2 separate regions of the Cyprinus carpio genome follow, and region 2 is linked to region 1. Evidence: chromatin contacts called from public Hi-C data. All regions are on one chromosome and are shown on one strand. The core of a region is the stretch at or near the end of the contact, and the rest is flanking DNA. Distances in the headings are between cores, read along the strand shown. Region 1 holds the start of LOC109093484 (mevalonate kinase). Region 2 holds the start of pik3ip1 (phosphoinositide-3-kinase-interacting protein 1).

What was found. A called contact is a pair of places that touch in the nucleus more often than the background predicts.
Region 2: a Hi-C map of liver shows a contact between it and region 1, with 6 times the contacts expected there. The contact joins the promoter of pik3ip1 here to the promoter of LOC109093484 in region 1. A contact is called at or near these places in 2 of 8 Hi-C or Micro-C datasets (liver and skeletal muscle).

What each region holds. Positions count from the first base shown.
Region 1 is chrB5:2,905,961-2,912,848 of ASM1834038v1, reverse strand. It overlaps LOC109093484 (mevalonate kinase), which reads right to left and starts at 2,765. Exons shown (of 12, transcript XR_006154817.1): 1 at 2,479-2,765; 2 at 1,232-1,379; 3 at 918-1,059; 4 at 667-822. LOC109093480 (corrinoid adenosyltransferase) reads left to right here and starts at 2,903. Exons shown (of 9, transcript XM_019107225.2): 1 at 2,903-3,089; 2 at 3,216-3,271; 3 at 3,374-3,467; 4 at 3,575-3,632; 5 at 4,254-4,326; 6 at 4,419-4,516; 7 at 4,704-4,768; 8 at 4,862-4,921; 9 at 5,050-5,585. The coding sequence starts at 2,995. The coding sequence ends at 5,134.
Region 2 is chrB5:3,597,289-3,604,176 of ASM1834038v1, reverse strand. It overlaps pik3ip1 (phosphoinositide-3-kinase-interacting protein 1), which reads left to right and starts at 3,647. Exons shown (of 6, transcript XM_042723660.1): 1 at 3,647-3,899; 2 at 4,199-4,297; 3 at 4,743-4,859; 4 at 6,562-6,756; 5 at 6,844-6,888. The coding sequence starts at 3,824.

The DNA.
Region 1 (6,888 bases), core at 1,516-4,015:
ACTAAAATAGTAATAAAACAAATGTTTTTGTTTTAGAACTTTCTATTCATCAGAGAAAAACAAATGCATAATGGTTTCCACAAAAATATGAAGCAGCATTGCTAAAAATGTAACTTTGTTCAATAAATTATACAGAAAAAAAGTTATTATAAAAAGTAATATTTCAAAATATGTGTGTTTTTATTTGTTTTGTTCAAATAAAATCATCATTTGTGAAAAAATGCCCTATTCCAGTCCTTGTGTTTTTTTTATACATTTTTATTAAACGATAATGTAGGATGAAGAGGACTGAAAAGATAATAAAGGTGATCACCTGCAGAAACACTGCAGCTAAATGTGATTGAGTGTGACCAGCAAAACAATTCTAAATGTTATGCCTTTTTATCCTTATTTCCTCCGGAAAGTGTATTTTGAACCACACATTTTCAAATTTTGAGAGGATAGACGAAGGACAAAGACTTAATCTCTGGTCTTTGGTTACTTAATCTATCATCTGAATTTCAAGGGTGGAGTAACCTTATCGCTAACAATCTGGGCTGGTTTCAGGAGGGCACTCCCTTTAATAATTGACTGTACATCACTTTTAAAGAGTTAAAAGCAAATGAAACAATCCTTACTTACATTATCTACATAAAAGCCCCATAATCCGTTAGAATGAAGTGTTACCTGGCTGACTCCTGCTGTGGTGTAAGAGGATTTGATATGTTTCCTCTAGCAGACAGCAGAGCGGCAGACAGGCAAACATTATAGGCAGCACTAGAGCCTAAACCTGCTCCTGTGGGCAACTCTGACCACACGGACACCGTGATACTGGCCAGAGACCTGGAAGCAACAGCAGATGTCAAAAGTCCATAAATGCAGCTTTCAAATTTATGCAGTTTTAATAAATGATACAGAGAGTTTAATGGTGTTCTTACTCTGCAAAAACAGACAGGTACATATAGAGGAAGGCCAAGACTGCCATGCTTCTTGTGTCTGTGGAATCCTCTGAAATCCTGGTGAATTCACGTAGTCTCTTCAAAAGATCTGCATCTAGTTCCTTCAGGCCACCCTGCTCTGCTGAAACAACGAACAGTCAGAGAAACATGGGCCGGAGATGATTGCATTCCGACACTGCATTATTACAACTTCAATGAACAGTCCAAATAATCATGACACACAGAATATACAGGAGTAAATACTGACAGAATTTTCATTTTGGGGTGAAAATGAAATTTTGAATAAAAATCACCTTTACACCCTGCCAGAAGAGACTGCAGTGCAGTTATTTCCCAGGACAGAAAAGTGTCAATATTGGGGAGGTTGATGTGCACTTCACCGGATGATGTGGACTGCAGCTGCAGGAACGTGCGCAGGTTCAAACTCACAGCCAAAGCAACCTGTTTAAGGTTGATTAAAAACAGACAACAGACTTCAGAACAATTGATTAAGCCATTAAACAATGGCTATTAAATAAATATTGGTTAAAAAATTAAATAACACAGCCGACACCGTGAACTATGACACAGGAAAATGGTTGTCTGTACCCTAAGTAACATCACAAAAACTCAAATACCGTGCATTGCAAAACTTTGTATTCTGGGGATATACCCAGATCATCTTTCTATCAATAACAATCAGAGGACTCTTATCGACTTTGGCCTCCTGCAGGCCAGGAGGATGGTTGCTTTGAGTTGGAAAGAGACTGAAATATCTTCTGCACACTCTTGGAACAAGGAGATGGCAATGTGTGTTACTTTAGAGAAGTTAACGTACATTACACGGGGTAAAGCACAGCAATCTGAAGAGATGTGGGCACCTTTAATTGATTTCCTTAAGAAATAAGAGGGTGCATGTATTAATGTTTTGAGTGTGACATATTTTTGCTCTGTTTTGTTTTATTTTAATTACTGCTGCTTTGATTAGCATATTTGGAATGTTTTTGTAACTTATTTTCCTTTTGGTGATATAATTTTTGTTATTTGGTTATTGTTTGTTTTATTGGAAAATCAATAAAAAATTGTTGGGAAAAAAAACTGACACAGCAACAGTTCTGACAAGAAAAAAATAAACATATTTAATGCTGGAGACTCCAAAATAAATAAATAAATAAATAAATAAATAAATAAATAAATCACACGTCACTGATACCATTTTTACCATATAATTTCTACCACTTGACCTGTAAGTGTTAATAAATTACTGTACATCTCTCAAAAATGTCAACCTACATAATGCACATTTTCAGTCACATAATGAAAAACTATACATTAAAAACTGCATAATATCGAAATATTAAATATTTACATAAACAGAAAAAGTAAAACATTTTCTATATTATTCCCACACACAGTAAATCACAAATTAATATATCCAAAATCCTAAGCAGAACATGCTTCACTGCTGTGATTTTTTTAGACCTGGTTCTTAATGGAGGAAAAGGGAAAACTCATCACTTCATCAGGTCAGTGTTTGGGTCTCTAATGACGAAACACTCACCTGTCCATGCACGACAGAATGCTCACCGTGCAGAATCACCTTCCCTGGAGCAGAAACGAAAAACTCTAGCGTTTGCATCTTAGATTTGTAAGATATTTTCGAGAAATTGCACCAGTGTATGCTGACCAAAGCAATAACGCCTTGCTAAAATCTCATATTTCAATTCATACACCAAGATACACTCAGCGCACTACACTTAAAAATAACAGTTTTGCCAAATAATCGAGAGCTCCTGTTGTAAAGCGTCAAACTCATCGCGTCTGCTTGCGCGCTGCCATACACGTGTACTGTCGCTGTAGCCTGCACCAATCAGAATTAACCTCTCAGATCGCTGACTCTAAACCGGCCAATCAGAACGAAGCTGGCATAGCCACCAACTCTCAAAACACCAATCGCATTTCGCACCACATCGCGTCATCGGTTGCGCGATAGAACGCCCGTCTACGGGCAGCAAGAGCTGTCAAAACTGTAAATAGTAAACACAGGAGCGCGTTTGGAAATGTTTTAACGTCTACGATGTCGGTTTTTGTGACCAAGTACGCTGGTCTGCACCGTGTGCTTCGTTTAGGGAGCATAAAGCAGATGCAGCCTTTGTGTAGGGATGAAAGAAGGTAAAAAAAAGAATGTTGAACCCATATATCCCATGTGTTCAGGCTAAACTGTATCAGTGTGGCGTGACATTTATTTAAGAGAAATGGCTGTTATACCGACGTTCTCTCGATTTTCTAATATAACAGCACATCTGAAGAAAACAGACGAATTCCCAAGATCTACACAAAAACTGGAGACAAAGGTTATTTAATTATACACTACAAACGTGATTATTGACTAACGTGTGGTAGAAGTGTGAGGTTTGTGTAAACTTTGTTTTGTTTCCAATGTCTGACCTCATTAGGGTTTTCCAGTACCTTCACAGGTGAGAGGAGACCAAAGGAGGATCATATATTTGAGGCTTTGGGAACAACAGATGAGTTATCATCAGCAGTTGGGTAATGGATGGAGTCAATGTGGCATAGTGTGTGGGTCAAAAATGACTAAAATCCTGATTTGAGTTCATTTACAGAAGAAAAACAAAGTCTCTCGTTCTCTCTTTCAGGTTAGCCAGAGAATTTAGCATTGACAGCGGCCATTCATTCACTGATCAGCTGGAGAAGGTGCTTGTGTCTTCCTGACATGAGGAGCATGATTTTAAAGAAATAGTTCACACAAAAATTAAAATGTATTGAAAATGTACTAAACCCTCAGGCCATTTAAGATGTGGATGAGTTTGTTTCTTCATTGAAACAGATTTGGAGAAATTTAGCATTACATCACTGTTTGGACTCTCATTCTGACGGCACCCATTCACTGCAGAGGATCCATTAGAGAGCAAGTGATGTAATGCTACATTTTCTCACATCTGTTCTGATAAAGAAACAAACTTATCTACATCTTTGATGGCCTGGGGGTGTGAAATTTTCAGCAAATTTGCATTTTAGGTGGATTGTTCATTTTACTAAAGTGGCCCTGAAAGCATTTGAAAACTTAAGTCACTCTTAAAAAGCTTAAATTATATCGCTTTTATACCAAATCGGCAAATAAATAATTCTAGGCCTTTCCACAGAATTCCTTTTCAGAGTGATTTTTGCAATCACTTTAAACCAAGCTGGTGTCAAGTTGATTTTATTGGGTGTACAAAGTTATTTGATCTCAGATTTGAAGTGATTTCATGTAAATGGCACTTGGTTTAGATTTTACTTGGCTTAAGTGTCTGTATACTTCTCTGTTCTGAACAGATCCAGTGTGTACTACAGGATGTAGGGTCAAATATTGCCACTCCCCGGTCATCCGCTAGAGACAGTCATATCAGTAAGCAGAATCATAGGACATTTCTAATCTATTTAAAGTAGGAAAGCATAAACCTTGTTATGTTATGATTATGATATTCTTGTTTTAAACAGAGAAGACGAAGTTCAGCTCCCAGACTGTGATTGAGCTGGAGAGCTGGATCGATTCGTTCACAGAGGAGCTGCCTCCACTCACCAACTTCATACTTCCTGTATGTTTGTTCCAGAAATATGTATGATTACACAATCTCCACAAAGTACTTGAAATATTGCCATAATGTACATAAAGAATTGTACAGTATCTGATTTTGGGTTGCTACAAACATGTTGATGAAAAACAATACTGCAATTAAAGTAATTACTGAAGGAAAGCCTTTTAATCTCACACTCAATTTGCAGTCAGGAGGGAAGAGCAGTGCAGCTTTACATGTGGCCAGAGCAGTGTGTCGACGGGCTGAACGCTGGTCAGTCTGGCATACGCAATATTCAATATCAGTTCTACTTGTATTACCTTAACCGCTGTGTCAGTATGAAAGGTCTTATATTATCTATTACAGTGTTGCCCCTGTTGTCCGTTCGGGTGAGACAGACCCTGAAGTTGCCAAATATCTGAACAGGTATGAACCTATTCTAACTATTAGTCACTATGTATAATATTTAATTTGGATCTGTGAATTTTATTCAGTGAGTTATTTTGAGAATTGTATTTCATTAATTGATATAAGTTTTATCAATGCTTTAACAGATTGAGTGACTACTTGTTCACGGTGGCTAGATATGCTGCTATGAAAGAGGGCAATGGAGAAACGATCTACAGAAGACCTGAATAGGGAGGAAGAAAACATCTCAGAGTCTCATCTAGAACTTGAACCATGTTGCTCTTGTTTCCAAGTCCTAGTGTAAATGTCTAAATACAAAAACACTGGTCAGGTAATTTGTCCCAGAGTACACTGTACACTGTTAAAAAAAAAAAAAAAAAAAAACTATAGAGGGAACAATAAACATTTAGGGAACATGTTTATTCAGGAGAATACTCCAAACATTCTGCAGTCATATTTAGAGTTGCTAAATAATTTTTAATGAAACTATGTATTATATTCATGATCCCATATTGTACCGTTATGTAAAGTTAAAAAAAAAAAAATTAGGATTTTTTTTTCTTTTCATATTTATTACACAGAGCAACTACTATGGTCAAATTATTGTGTAATATTACCATTTGTATTCTGTTCACTTTGCAAAAATGGTTGATTTTACAATATAAATACATACATCATACATGTTGTGCTGTTTAATATTTTTTGTAGAAACCATGATCGATTTTAGTGAATAGAAAGTTAAGAAAAAAACAGCATTTATTTGAAATAGAAATCTTTTGTAACATTGCAAATGTCTTTACTGTCTCTGATATACTTAGGTACTAATATGAACTTTATTAATACAGTATTAATATGTACATTTAAGATACTAATATGTACCATTTAGGGGTAAATAAGATAGAAAAAGGTCAAAATAAGGTACAGCCCCAGTGAAAGCTTTGTACCTTTCTTGTAATTTTTTTACGGTGTACTTTTTTCCTGACTGTTTTTCAGTCTGTCACCTTGTTACATCTATTGTATACGGACTGTTGTTGAGTGAAATGGATGACATAAAAAAGCATCTCCAGGTTTTACAATCTTCGTCATTTGACTGCTTGGCACATTTGTAAAGGCAAATACTAATAGCTTGTGTGAGAAAGATCACAAAATGACAGTAAAGGCTTATACATTGTTACAAAAAACGTTCTAATATGAATGAATACTGTTCTTTTCAGGCTTTGAACTCATTGATTCTATGTTTAAAAGAGATTGTGAATTAGAAAATTGGTGCATTTTATACTCATAACTGCACTGTAGTTTGGGATTTTTTTATTTTTTATTTAATTGGTAAAAAATATATAATAATCTAAAAACAAAAGAAAAAAAAAAACAAAAATCCCCTTAAAATTTAAAAAAAAATAAAAAAAAAAAAAAACTTTTTTTTCAGTCTTACTAACCTCCACAGGGCTTTGAAGCACCTGGTTGGAGGAGGGCTTGGTGGGATATCATGGTTCTTCAGTTTTAAAAACAGCTCAAATATCAGCCCATCACATCCAGCAGTGCACCCTGGGTGAGCGTAACTTCAGCCTCTGGCAGTGCTCTACAAACAGACTGAGGGAAATCTGTCTGAAAGGCACAGTAAGTTACAATAATGCAAAACAGCTTAAGGATGTTACATAAACTGATTTACCTGGAATAATCACTTTTGTGTTCACACACAAAAAATTGTTTTTCCAAACCTGTATGGGTTTCTTTCTTCCATTGAACACCAAACTAGATATTTTGAAGAATGTTGGTAACCAAATGGTTAATGGAAGCCATTGACTTCCATAGTATGAAAAAAAATACTCAATAGTCAATGGCTTTTGTAAACTGTTTGGTTGACAACATTCTTCAGAATTTCTTCTTTAGTGTTCAACTGAGGAAAGAAACTCCTACAGGTTGTGTGAGTAAATGACAGAATTTCCATTTTTGTGTCAATTATCCCTTTAAAGACTTAAGTTTCA
Region 2 (6,888 bases), core at 2,398-4,897, 690 kb before region 1:
CAAACCGAACTGAAAACATTTAATAGTACTGTACTGGATCCCTGGTTGTTTGCACATGGCTGCCAAGGATCACCCCACGGGGTGGGGTCTGGAGTATGGGAGATAATCTTGTAGCGGCCCAGGCCCTCACTATTGGGGTGGGTATGGGTGAGCGGGTGCGAACGGCTGGGTGCTTGGGGCTTGTTTTGTTACGTGATGTGCTGTATTGTGTAAGATGGTCACAACTCTGTGAAATGCTGATGTTAGTATATAATGTATTTGCTGCATGATTGTGTAACTCACACTATGTAGTTCTTTTAAAAACCATATATTTGGATTATCTTTTAGAAAGGTCTGACCAGGGACTGGGGTTGCAAATTAGCCTATTGGCTTAAAACCTTTTATGCAACACATCTACACATATTGTTATGGCTCGGACTATGAAACTATGTATGTAATAATGTGCGCTGCATTGTCCCTGACAAATAGACTAATAAATTAAATTAAATTTAAGGAATCTTTGGACATTATACTACTTGTGGTAATGGTATAGTATTGTTTGTCCTTTGTTATATCTTGAATTAAATAGGATGTTTTTATCATGTGTATTCACTATATTGTTTAAGACTATGCATGTGTATTGTATTCTAAAAGCTTTCAGTATGTGTTCACTTTTTTTTCCAAATAACACTTTTTAAACAAACCAGTCAAACAGCATTTCATAACCGGTAGAATATGTGGAACAAACAGGAGTAACAGCTGGGTGTCAAAAACAGCAACGACATAATGAACGAACTTTAAAACAAAGAAACGCTGTAGATTTGATTGCCTGAGCTCTCTCCCACTCATCTGCCTGTGTGCACAACTCACAAGAAATGCTGCCAACTCAACTGGGGTTGGAAACTTTGTGTAATTTCTTGGAAAATTAAAGTGGGTCAGTTAACCTGGCAGCAGTATCATGGGAAGGAAGCAGGCAATTTAGTCTCATTAAAGCTGATTGCTTGCTTCCATGCTCTAACATGTCATAAAAATCATCATTTCCAAAATGTCATAAAATTCATACCTATCAGATACATCAAGAGATGGCACCTAGGGATTAATGGTGAAGTTTTAAAAGAAAAATGTGACCCTGTGCTGACCTGTGCAAAACAGATTTACAATAGTTATGTGCAGTACTTAACAAAGCCAATGCACTTTAAACAAAGGGGAATGTCAGTTTAGAGCTTTCCAGAATGCACCACTGAGAAACCGACAAAAATAGCATGACTATGAACAAACCAGAGAGGACAGCTGTTTCAGAGCTGAACAGCTTACACCAATTGTGTCACATCACTAATCAACCCTGCGTTTTCTTCCTTTTAATAGTGTCTCCTCAGGGGACCCTCTGTTTCCTTGTAAATAATAAAGGCGCTCATTGTTCCTTGATCTCCTAATGAAGTTCTGCTCGGTCAGATTTGCTTAACAAGAATGGATGACGGGAGTGAATCGATAGTGCTGTGATGATGAATTTGTGTGCAGGGTTTGGCCCGTTTCATTCCTTGCAAACCCATATTGCATGGAAGCCCATTCAGTCACATAGCTTTCATCAGAAAAGATGCTAATAATATGAATTTTCTTTAAATTGTTATTTGCCAAGCCAAGGAATTGTGTCTCATAAAGAGGTCAGGTTGTGTCATCTGAAAACAAAATCAAAACAGATAATAATTTTCATAGATGGCATAATGAAAAATTAGAAAATTAGAAATAATATAACTAATAATCATCATGATAATTGTATAATAATAATACAGCTCGATACATTCTAATGAACGAATTCTGGTATGTAAAATGTATAATAATTTTTAACATAATTATGTAATAACATTCAGTTTATTTTTATTAACAAAGTAGCATTTTTAAGATAGATAGATAGATTACGCTGATTACGTTCATGCGCGCTTTCTCCCCAACGTAAACAACGCTGATTACGTTCTTGGGTACTCTTCAAAATGGCAGAAGACGTAACTCAGGGGAGAAGAATTGTTGAATAAAGTCATCATTTTTGTTCTCGTAGCTTCGTAGCTTCGCAAAAATGAAGTTGAGTCACTTATGTCACATGGACTGTTTTACTGAAGTCCTTGCTATGTTTCTGTGTCTGGGAACATTGCAGTTGCGTTGCTGTCTATGGAGGGTCTGAGAGCTCTCAGATTCCATCAGAAATAACTTAATTTGTGTTCTGAAGATGAACAAAGGGTCTTACTGGTTTGGAACGACATGAGGCTGAGTAATTAATGATAGAATTTTCCTTTTGGGGTGAACTAACACTTTAATAGCTATGATGCTGTTTTTTAAAATCAAATCTTTGCATAGCTATGACAGGAAACACTGGAATCTAACAATGCCTTGTTAGGCTAGCAACTTAAAAAATAAAGCATATACATAAACCCAAAAAGGAAATAAAACAGAAAAAGCATGTGTCCTCTTCTGTGTCCTAAACTCCGGAAACATTGGTGTCTCATATTAAAGGCAGTCAATGCAGTTTGGTAAAGAAATCAATCATATCTGTATGTGTGTGAAAATATGCATAGGCCTATGCAACCAACTTTGTATTCGCAGTTTACAGTTACATTTATTTTGTAATTAAATAACGTAATTCGGTTACAGGTAAGTTAGTTGCTCCCCAACACTGGTTATGTCAAATTAAAACATTTGTGTGTGTTTATCAAAATATTTTATATACATAGTGACTATTATTATTATTAATATTAACCCATGTGACCGGTGGGATAAGGTGAGTACTGAATGAACATATTTCCACAGTCATAAAAATGGTTATATATCTTAGCCCAGCTATTTTAAACTGTTTGATCACATTCTAGGGATACTATTATGCATACAAAAAAACTTATGCAACATTGATAGGAACATTGAGATAAAAAAAAAAAAAAAATTAAACTATCACTGCATTTCAAAATTGTTACTTTTTTGTGAAATATCAAATTTTTATATTAATGCTTTGAGTATAAAAACATCATTATTGTAATTTTTTTTTGTAACATTTGAATTTTTAGTTTAGTAAATTTATTTTGTCAATGCAACATTTTATTGTCATTTTCACTAGCAACTGCAATTGGATTTATATTGTATACCTAAATCCACTGTTATCCCACCGGTCGCTATTGTGACCATCAACATGTTTACTCATTCTATGACCACACTCAACAAAACTAAATTCATGTGAATGCATATATTAATACTAGACACCCTAAAGATCATGTGTACCAAAAATCTTTGTCATTTCTTTATGATGACATACTTTACTAGCCTCTTCTCAAGGTGCAAACAGGAAATAAGCTGCTCTGGTCATGTTACAATTTGCACTAATCATGTGAAACTGCACATATTTAATTGAGACACTTTATTTTTTCCATATTTGCAGGAAGTGCACTAAAACATCAGTCAGTAAGGTTTTCAGAGCTTTATAAATGGAAACCTTTTTTACGGTCACTATTGTGACCGGTGGGATTAAACGGGTTAATGGTATTATTCAAATAAAAATAATCAGTCGTCTGCTGGAACATTCCGGTGTCCTGGCGGACATTTTATTCTACCAAAATCGCATGTTCCACACATGATTACGAGAGAAACGGCTGTGTTTAGGACCTGAAGGACGCGGCGTCACTGCAGGGATCCTCTGCTCTCAGGCTGTTTACCAGCTCACAGCTCAAAACAAGAGCACGACTGAGGTGTGTTTGGAGAGCAGTGTGGCTCGACTTACCACAGGCTTTTCCATTTAAACAGATCGTTTCGTTTCGTAATATATATAAAAAATCATCATTCTTCTTCTTGTTGAAAACATCACGGAATGAAAATGTTTCAACTGCTGTACTTTGTGTTTCTGCTGAGCTCTGGTTTGGTGGACTGTTGGTCTGTTGTTGAAGGTAAGATCCCTTTTGTGTGTTGGGATAACTTTCTAAAAAATAATAATACATTTGTAGGATGTAGTTCAAGTGATTGAGTTTATGAGGGTTTGTTTTCATGCTTTTGCATTTTACATCAGTGTTTGTACATGATTCTTTCATATCTGTTCATAACAAACAAAGCACGTTTATACTGGAAAAGTATTGACTATTGTTTTAGTGTAGTAAATGTTTAGTCATTATAATGTAACCACTTTATTCTAAATTAATGGAACGGAAACCAATTTTCCAAATCACATGAAGGTGATTATTTCCCTCAGAGTGTATTACATCTAATGGAGAGCACTATAGGGGAATTCAACAGAAGACATCCACAGGGAATATCTGCCTCAACTGGAAGAGTCTGAACTCACAGACAGGTGAAGTATGGTTCTACTTTTCATGATGGTTTTGTACACATTTATTATAAAATTTGAAATCAAGCTCTTTCAAAACAGCACCCCAAAACAATGTAAGCATATTTGAGGAAATTAAGCTAGGATACACACAATCAAGCATATTTACAGATTGTATCCTTTAATAAGAGAGTGCAGTTTCCAAACTGTCAATGTTGCTGATTATAGATTTTTGTAAATTATGGTTATGGGCATGCTGCCTAGATTATATTAAGAGCCCAACTCAAAAAGCTGAGCACTCACTCTTCCATAATCCAGATGAGGGGACGTCCATGTGGGACACACTCACTACAATTCAAAAACACATGCTCACACAAACAAAACATAACACATATATATTGGTTCGAAACTGTTAGGTATCCATTAAATCAAATTTTAAAGGTTCATCATTTTGTTTTCTTCTCGCCAGATGTTGGAGATCACAATTTCTGCCGCAACCCAGATGCTTCAGAGAAGCCCTGGTGCTATGTCTCCGGGTCCGATGGAGCGACCAGAAAAGAAGCATGTGATATTAGGACATGCCAAGGTAGCCATGTTCACTCTTTTATATATATATATATATATATATATATATATATATATATATATATATATATATATATAAATGGTTGCAGCTTATAGGCATATAAATGTTAATTTTCCAAATTCTTCACATTAAACCTTTGTAATAAAATGAATATCACCGAGCACTTTTGGGGGAAGAAAAGAGATGAACACTCCAGCATGAAATGGGATTTTGATATATGAAAGTGATTTATTTAACTCGTGTCTTTCTCAGGCATTTCACAACTGGGTCTTACTAACGTGTTACTCTGTTTCCAGCATCTCATTCGTTTAGCTGCACACTGTTTCTTCCAAGAACATGGAGGAAGCTAATTTAAAAATATTTACGTAAAGCAGAAATGTGCAGTTTTTTTGCACATTGCAGAAATGTGCAATGTGCAATCTACTTTTTTTGTGGGAAAAAGCAAATAGCTTTAAGAAAACATCCTCTAGGGAGTGAAAAAGGTCGGCACCAAATATTTCAGTTTCCTCAGAGCCTACTCTAAAAACTGGAACTGAACCAAACTTTACTTTTGCCATTAATAATTTTTATTTACTTTTATTTGGTTTATTAACAACAAAAACAATACAGCAGAATGTATCCTACTTAAAAAAAAAAAATCTACTTGATCAGTTTTAATTCAACCTGATGCAGTTTCCTCAAAACTATCTTTTGACTCAACACACTGCAAGGACAGATAAAGTTGAACAACAACACGAGTCTAGACTCATCAGCCTTGAGGTTTCTTCAGTTGGGACAGACAAAGGAACAAACAGGAAACTTGTTCTGCGGCTGTTCAAGAGAAGGTGTAGGCCCCGCCCTCTGGGATTATGATTGGCCGTGAGAAAGATGCGCACCACGGCAACAGCTTCTGATTGGCTAGCTGAGCTGTGAACTAATGTTCTTTAACTCTGCTGGAGTGTGTAAACAGCTTTTTCAGAGTAGAGGGTGGTTGAAAAATTTAAAAGGCCTGGACCCCAGCAAGAGAAGTAAATGTTAATGTTCTCAGCTGTGAATTCTTTCTATGGGGCCTCTGAAATATATCAGGTCCACCTCATTAGGTCAAAATAGCCAAACTTTATCTCATTTATCTAGTATTCGCCTAGTGTGTCTAGTAAAAGCTAAAGCTTTTTTAGGAAAAGCATAACAGTACACTATTATTTCTGGGTTTTGCGAATTGCGTTCTGACTCATTTCAGAATGTAATGAGCAATTATAATGTCTGTTTCTTTTCACATACTTGGGTGGAGCATGTTTTCAGACCAAAAAATCGATTTTTTTTTTTTTAGCTGTTTGAAGTCAGCATGAGTTAAAATTCACCCCATCAATTTTCTAAATGCATGTTAGTTATTTGAATGATTCATCCATGAAAATGTTTCATTTTTTATTTTTTAAATCTTAATTTTTAAACTTCACAGACTTCTGGTGATGTATGCCTTACTTTTCCAGTCATTTAATCCACTTACATATCACCCCTTTCTTATAATCTGCAAGCTCACATTCTGATCTGCCTCCATCCAATCAACAACCGCAAGAAAACAATTGTCCGTTCAGAGCACTCACTCCCAGACCACAGCAAAACTGCTTAGTATAAATTATTTGTTAATTGATGGGAGTGCAAAGCTGGTTCACATTAGCACACAGATTGAGAGAAAAAAAAACAATCATATCCTGTCACCCCACAGACCAAAACTCCACAGAAGCCACTGCTTCAGAAGAGTCGGTCCCCACTCAGGGACTCACCCCAAGGATGGTGGAGACCTTCGAAAACACTGACTCCTTCCCCTCGCAGGTGGAGGGTGCGGCGGTGCAGCCCGTGAAGGGAGTCCGACAGCAGGTCAGGAGTGGACCCAAGAAGAAGAAAGACCTTGGGACTCTCGGTAAGTGTTGAGTTGTCTAAAACACCAAACCACATCCAAGAACCGAGAAGTTCATGGGTATATTGGTTGTCTTTGCTACCTTGGCAGGTTATGTTCTGGCCGTCTTCATGATGGCCATTATCATCCTACTTG